2 separate regions of the Gossypium hirsutum genome follow, and region 2 is linked to region 1. Evidence: chromatin contacts called from public Hi-C data. All regions are on one chromosome and are shown on one strand. The core of a region is the stretch at or near the end of the contact, and the rest is flanking DNA. Distances in the headings are between cores, read along the strand shown.

Region 1 (3,611 bases), core at 460-2,959:
GAGATTTACTTGGTAGGTGGCACTCTCCCTCCATAAACCCCATAGACCTGTTGAACAGGTCTATTATCCACCCTATTGAGGGGTCATTTCTCTCCAAGTGGTCAAAATTCCCTTAACAACTATCAAATATATAGAGAGAGAGAAAGAGACTAAATCTCTAATTTTGTTATAATAGAAGGATCAAAATTTTATGCAAAAACAGAGGGATCAAACTCATAATTTAACCTAATTTATTATTCAAGGTTATTAAACTACACCCAATGTTATTAAACTATTAGTAAGTTTACATTTTGATCACTCAACTTCAAAAAGATACAAAATAGTCACTAAACTATTCAAAAGTTTTTATTTAAGTCATTGGGCTGTTAAGTTTTTTTTTTTTTAGGACCAGCTAGCGAGCTCCAAGTTACAATTTGGCGATCAGTACGGTGGATCAGTATCCATCGATGAGTAGAAGAATATACATTGGATCCAAATCAATCTAATAGTCAGTATCTGAGGGACAATTGTTTGGATTTTAGTCTGAAGATTCATAATGTTTAAAGTTGTTTCATGAAAAAATTGAGTTGTAAAAGAGAAGGGGAAAGGGAGCTTTTGATTGGTGTAGATGGTGCAAATAGATAAGGCCATACAACAACGATTTTAATAACCCAATTACTTAAATGAAAACTTTCGAATAGTTTAATGACCATCTTATAACCTTTTGAAGTTGAGTAACCAAAATTTAAACTTACTAATAATTTAATAATCTTGAGTGTAATTTACCTAATATAGAATAATTATATAAACCACTTGAGAGAAAGAGAACCTGATTACTTGCTTGATCGTGAAATTTTTGGGTGGACATAATTTCAGCATCATTATTCCCACCTGCATTCAATACACAACATTTATAATGAATATTGCTTAAATACAATATTAGAAGAGAAGGGGATGAAAGAATTTAAACCTGTAACATGTAAGTACTAGACGAAAGTCGTATTCATTTCTCAAACCATTTCAAGCACCAAAAACATCCCTTTTTATAAGAACAATTTTTTTTCTTTCCATACATGTCATTAGATATTCACACAATATCTTAATGTCCCTAAAATTTACCCAGCTTATAAACATACAAAGAAAAAAAAGGATCTAAGTGCTGCATTTGCATGCCTTTAATTTTTTTTTTTTTTTGCTCAGTTATGCTCAGGAGGGTGACGTTTAGGGCCACCATAATCATCACCAAGAGCTACAAAATCATCTCTTTCAACCTTAGTTTCATGATCCCATGTTTTACATTTGCCATCATAGCTGTAATTTGCACCTGAATTCTTTGAATCCACACCTACTTCATGTCCTCCCATTTTCCTTTCTCTAAAACCCTCATCAAATTCCTGCATAAATATATATATATAATCTTTTTAATACAAAAGATATCGTAATAGGATTGTAGATACTAAGATTCGAAACCCAACCTTTCGAACAGATACAACATATTCTTTACTTTCATCACCTAGAACAAAAATTGAAATAACAAGATAATCTTAACCAAGAGTGATCTAAAAGATAAAAGTTACACCAATTAATATATATATACCTTGATGAGAATGCATTGAGGACTTCTTGAGGGTATATAAAACTAAGAAAACCCAAAGTATTATATCTATGAACCTTATATGCAACATCTTCGGTGAATAAAAATAGGTTCTTTTTCTTTGCTTAAAAACTAATCAAAGAGATGAAATCTGGAATTTGAAGAGAGTCTCAAAGTTCAAAAACCCAATTAGTCAAAATTAGGGTTTTTGGACATTGTTGCTTAATTAATTAAAAATATTGATTTCTGTGATAAATACAGAGCTTAGGAAAGCTCACCAATTTTATTTTTTTTAAATAACTATATCAGCTAATATCCAATTTAAAAATTAATGAAAACAGATTAGTATTCTTTTTTTTAAAAAAGCTTGAATGTGATTTTGTCCCCTATTGTATTTGGATTGGAAATGTTGATTTTGTCACTCTTTGTTTTCATGCATGCAACATTGATTATAATACGAAATGTTAATTAAAATACTATTTTAATTATATGCTAAGATTTTAAAAAATTCTGGAATTTATTTTTCAAGCTTAACTAGTTTGTTTCATTCAATATAATATATTGGTTATAATTTATTAGATGCTATTTGAGACTTATTTTGTATTATTAAATAAAAAGGGTCAGAGATTCTTCTGCTTGATTAAAATATTACATAAAACAAAGGAGAATGTGATATTAAAAAAGAAAAAAAGAAAAAACAAATCTACCTATCTTCCCTAGGATACCCTGTTGTATCTATATAGCTAGGCAAATTTCTAGTTTTCTTTCTTTTTATTAAAAAAAGTTTTCGTTTTAAAGGCATGCTTTATTGTTATATTAAATTATATAAATGACTTTCGCCCTCAATTTAGTCAACCAAAATTATTTAAAAGGTTTTTTTATTAAAAAACATTATTTTCCTAAATAATATCGCCCAAGATTAAAATCTTAAGTTAATAAATATTGAGTATAATGGTAAAGTGCATTATACTTTAAAAAAAAAAATGCAGGTTCAAACTTTGAAAACGAAATTGTTGAAAAAGACAATTATAAATACTAAACAGTATACAAAATTGTTCGAGTGCCATCATATGCAAATGCCACGTGTAAATTCTTTATTAAGTTATTTTAGATTTAAACCTCATCATTAATTCACATTATTTAAATTTATTCTAATCTAACTTCAAATATATTTTAATTCTAATTGATGAAATGTACATTACCTATCCTTTTTACTATACTTGTGCAACACTTAAATAAATATTAAATTCCTATAAATGTGAGAAAAAAATTAGGGTGAAAATAGCAATTAAACAAGACAACTAAATGAGAATATATTATTTATTTTAATAATATAATTTCCAATTAAACCACACATGAGTAGCAAAAAAATTGTGTTTTAAGTTTCATTTTATATAATTTCAAGTAAGATCCCTGAATATCCATTACCTTTATAAAAAAAAATTAATAATATAATTATATTTGTGGTATATGTAATTTTTGGATATAATTAAATATTCTAATTTATTTAAGATTTAATATGCATATATTTATAATATATATAAAAAAATATGAATTTAGAAAAAATTTTGAATTGACAAAAATACTTTTTGATGTTCATTTAATTACTAAACTGACATTAAACAAATAATTTTTCACACTTAAGAACAATAGATAAAAACTTTTATAAAAAATAATAGATAAAATAATATCATTAATTTTTTTGTATAAAGAGTTTTTATTGGTTTGAACTACACAATTGAGTATATTAGTTATTAATAATATATTATTTTAAAACAATTATTATTTAATTAGTATTATAATTATATACCTATTAAAATTAAGATTTATTAGTATAAATAACGTTGAAAAATATGGAAAGGATGGAGTGTCCACTCCTTTACCTACTTCCTCCAAGCACAAAGCCTAATTTCAACAATTGTTCGGGCCAACACTTGGTATCACAGCTTGTCACTTAATGTAGCTAGTGGAGAACCCTTGTGTTGATAGATTCAAATTATAAAAGGATCATCTACCTCATGTCCCCTGATGTTGGAAA
Region 2 (3,611 bases), core at 730-3,229, 110 kb before region 1:
GATCGTCTTATTCATGGAAAGGAGCACCTCCCTGTAACATTTTTTAATATTCTGAGCTGCAGCAGCATTAACAATTCTCTGTTCAGTAGGTGAACTGCGATCCTCCGTAATCTTTCTCCAGTACGACGTTGTTCCACCATATCTAGTTAGGTTGACTCCCAATCGATTACCAAATAAACGTCTCCCATTCATTCTCTTAACAGCTCGATGCGCTTCATTTAACAATCCAAATCTCACAAATCCAAACTTACGCCCTCTTTTGCTTCCTTTGTTGGGAATAAAAAACATCAACGATATCTCCCTACTTTGAGCAGGTATGTTTCAGCCATCTCCAATGGATTTTGATTGGGATATTATTAACAAACACTGTATAGGCAGAATTGTAAGCATTTCAGCTTTTTATATTATTACTTTAATACAACTCTTAAGCATAATTCAATTATTATTAGAATTATATAACAATTAAAATTTAAGTTTAATTGTATGAATAGCATTTAATAGATAGTATAATTTTAAAAAAAAATCACTTTTATTACACATTGATTTTACGATGTAAATTCATTTGAACAACCATTAATTTCTAAACAACATTGATCCTGAAATTCTCATGTAAAATTCGCACACAAAATTACAACAAATTGTGTAAAATGGGATCGAAAAATTATTTCACATGTACATGTAAAAAAATTAAAGTAAATGAAAGAGAAAGTACCCTACCCAATCTTTGAAAATGTCTAATAACCAAGCAAAAGATAAAATACATAAGCTACTGCTATTTTAACTACTGAAATTATATTAATTAATATAATAAAATAATAGGGTATTTTTCCCTTAAAACTTAGATTCTACCCATAATCCTACATAACTTAATAAATGAGTCGTAATGAGATTACACCATATATTACAGCATTTTGACACTATTCCGTAATGTGATATCACGGGATGGTTGAAATGATGACAATTCAAATACCATAATCTCATTCAGAATGTAACCTTATAGGCCATAATGTTACATTCAATGAACCAAATGCCCCCTTAAAGAAACAAATACATCAACTTATTTTTATATTAGATAAGAATAATCATTTGTGTATGTAATATGTAATGTAAAATGATCTTATATTGATAATGATGATAGTGGTTTGTAAAAATTAAATCAAATCAAATCAAAATGTCATGTATAAAATTACACAAAATTAAAATTTATATATATAATTACACATTATACCAAAATTTATTTCTTTCCATTAAATATATATTTATTTGATCATAAATAAAATGGGATTTTTAGAGTTTTAATTTCCTTTCATTAATTATATATTAATCTGTAAAAATTACATATTTTAAAATAAATTACATCATAGGAAAGCTCCTAAATATGCTGACGTTGAAAGATCACCATTGCACCTTGGCTCGAAGAAGCCGAGCCGAGCTGAGCCAAGCCGTCCTTGTTTGCCTTTTATACCAATCGAAACTTACCACTATGAAGTCTATATTTCTGAAATTACATAATTAAAAAAGTTATTTGCTAAATTATAATATTTCAAAATTCTGCAGAAATATAATATTAAAAATTTAAAACTAAATTATCAAAAACTTTTAAAATTATATTAACTTAATTTTCATTTTTAATGATGTAATATCATTTAATTTATTGGCAATGTGAACGGTGTAGAAAATTATATATTAATATTAAATTAAATTTTTATTGTTTTTTTATATACTTGTTTTCATATGAGTGTAGCATCATGATTTTTAATTTTTATTTTTTGATACAATGTTTAAAATTAACCATAATCCCTTCTTAACTTTTAAATAAGAGAATAATATATTTTAATGTACTCGACACTCGCATTCTCTTATATTAATAACTATGCCGATGCAAACTGACTTAATACTCATTGTTAATACCCAATATTTTACCGGCACAAACCCAGGTCCAACCAAATATAAATAGCTCGGAGTAGCCAAAACTACAAAACCCCACAAAGGGTTTCTAGCCCATACACATAATGGGGTTGGCCTCACAAGGGACCATCCCTCACAGAGCATATAAAGCATCCTCTCTAATATTTTTGAAAGACAATAAGTTTCTGTACTTTGAATTTGCAAAGAAAAGTTGGTGTATCCGAGCAATCTTAGGTAGGGAACATAAAACTTAGATTAATTTCCATTGCACATGTACATACACTTTTGGACTCAAGAATAACGTTATTGTTTCGGAGAGATACCTTCTTACAACTTTCTCCTCCTCATAAAATTGACATACACATTCAATAATTTGTTTTTGTAAATTGTTTCAACAACAATTTAATTGAAAAATATTTAGCTATTAGTTTAAGGAAAAACATCCACTATGAGAGCATGTACAACATTTATTAGGTATACTTCAAATTAACATTATGTTTTTGCTAAATCATTGTTATAATTTAAATGTTGTTAATTATGTTAACTTATTGTAATGTTGGATTTAATTAGCTGATATTTGAAGGTAAGTGTTCACTTAGACTCTCTTTACTCAATTAAGTGTAATCTAATCGAGCTGAATTTAAATTTAAAAGTTTGAAATAGAGTTCAAATTAAAATTTGAGGTTTTATGTTAAGTTTGTGTTAGACCAAACATCAAAATTTAAGTTTTAAATTTGGTTTAAGTTCTTTTTATATAATAAGGATGAAAATATAATTTTATAATATAAAAATTAATTAAAATGAAAAACTCAATCAAACTCAATCGATAGCATGTAAAAACTAATATCTTGTTTACAAAAACAATTAACAAATTTAAATATAATAATAGCTTTGATAAAATGCAAAAAGCCGTTTGAAGTAATTAAAAAAAGTATCATATTTTGAATCAATAAAATGTTTGGTTGAGAAAAAACAAACCTTTTCAAAGATGATCATGTTTTGAGTTATTTATTTTGGCATTTATAAATCTTAATTTGTAGATGCATATATTGAACAACATTTTTTTAAGCAAAAGAATTGTACCCATATAATTTTTACTATTTTGGTAGTGTTAGTAAAAGTTTAAGTTTAATTATAAGTATTTATGTAGATGTAGATTTTATTTTAAATTCAATTTTATTTGTTTAGTTTTATTTTGATTTAAGTCCGATTATCAATCCTTTTATATGTGCATGCAATGATTTGATTCTAATCATAATTTTACGAATGTGTTATTATAATGATTATTTCATTTGTGTCTAATTATAATTATATGAATTACTTGTAATTATAAATTGTATTTTTACCCTTCTTTTTTTTTACTTTTTATTTCTTATTTTTTTGAACTATATATAATATAATGCATGCATTATTAATTAAGCTTAAAAGATTGAATTTAACCTGCAGATGACTTTTTACTTGGTCAATTGTCAATCCCTCAACTTGCATCAAGTCCCTGATTTGCTTAGGAGTAGCCACTGCATGCCCAAAATGAAAAAAAAAAAGAAAATCAAAATTATTAGGACTGGTGGTGGAAATTTTAAATTTTATAATTGATGTTGAGATTTTGCAATGCGTCTTAAAATTATGTTGAATTTTTTTTAAAAAATAAATAATTAGGACATGTAACAAATTCTCGATTCTAGCTGTAAAGCTAAAATTTT

What was found. A called contact is a pair of places that touch in the nucleus more often than the background predicts.
Region 2: a Hi-C map of leaf shows a contact between it and region 1, with 2.6 times the contacts expected there. The contact joins the enhancer-like site here to the promoter of LOC107919781 in region 1. A contact is called at or near these places in 6 of 34 Hi-C or Micro-C datasets (callus, leaf and seedling).

Annotation. Positions count from the first base shown.
Region 1 is chrA07:12,112,986-12,116,596 of Gossypium_hirsutum_v2.1, reverse strand. LOC107919781 reads right to left here and starts at 1,709. Exons shown (of 5, transcript XM_041117574.1): 1 at 1,577-1,709; 2 at 1,455-1,492; 3 at 1,304-1,373; 4 at 809-870. The coding sequence starts at 1,664.
Region 2 is chrA07:12,227,404-12,231,014 of Gossypium_hirsutum_v2.1, reverse strand. No RefSeq gene overlaps it. Among protein-coding and RNA genes, the nearest start is that of LOC121232117, 3.5 kb to the left of the region's middle. Within about 2 kb of position 1,979, at least 1 of the 9 cell types and tissues checked has an H3K27ac peak or open chromatin away from gene starts, as enhancers often do. A contact at or near this core is called in leaf, where this site is marked.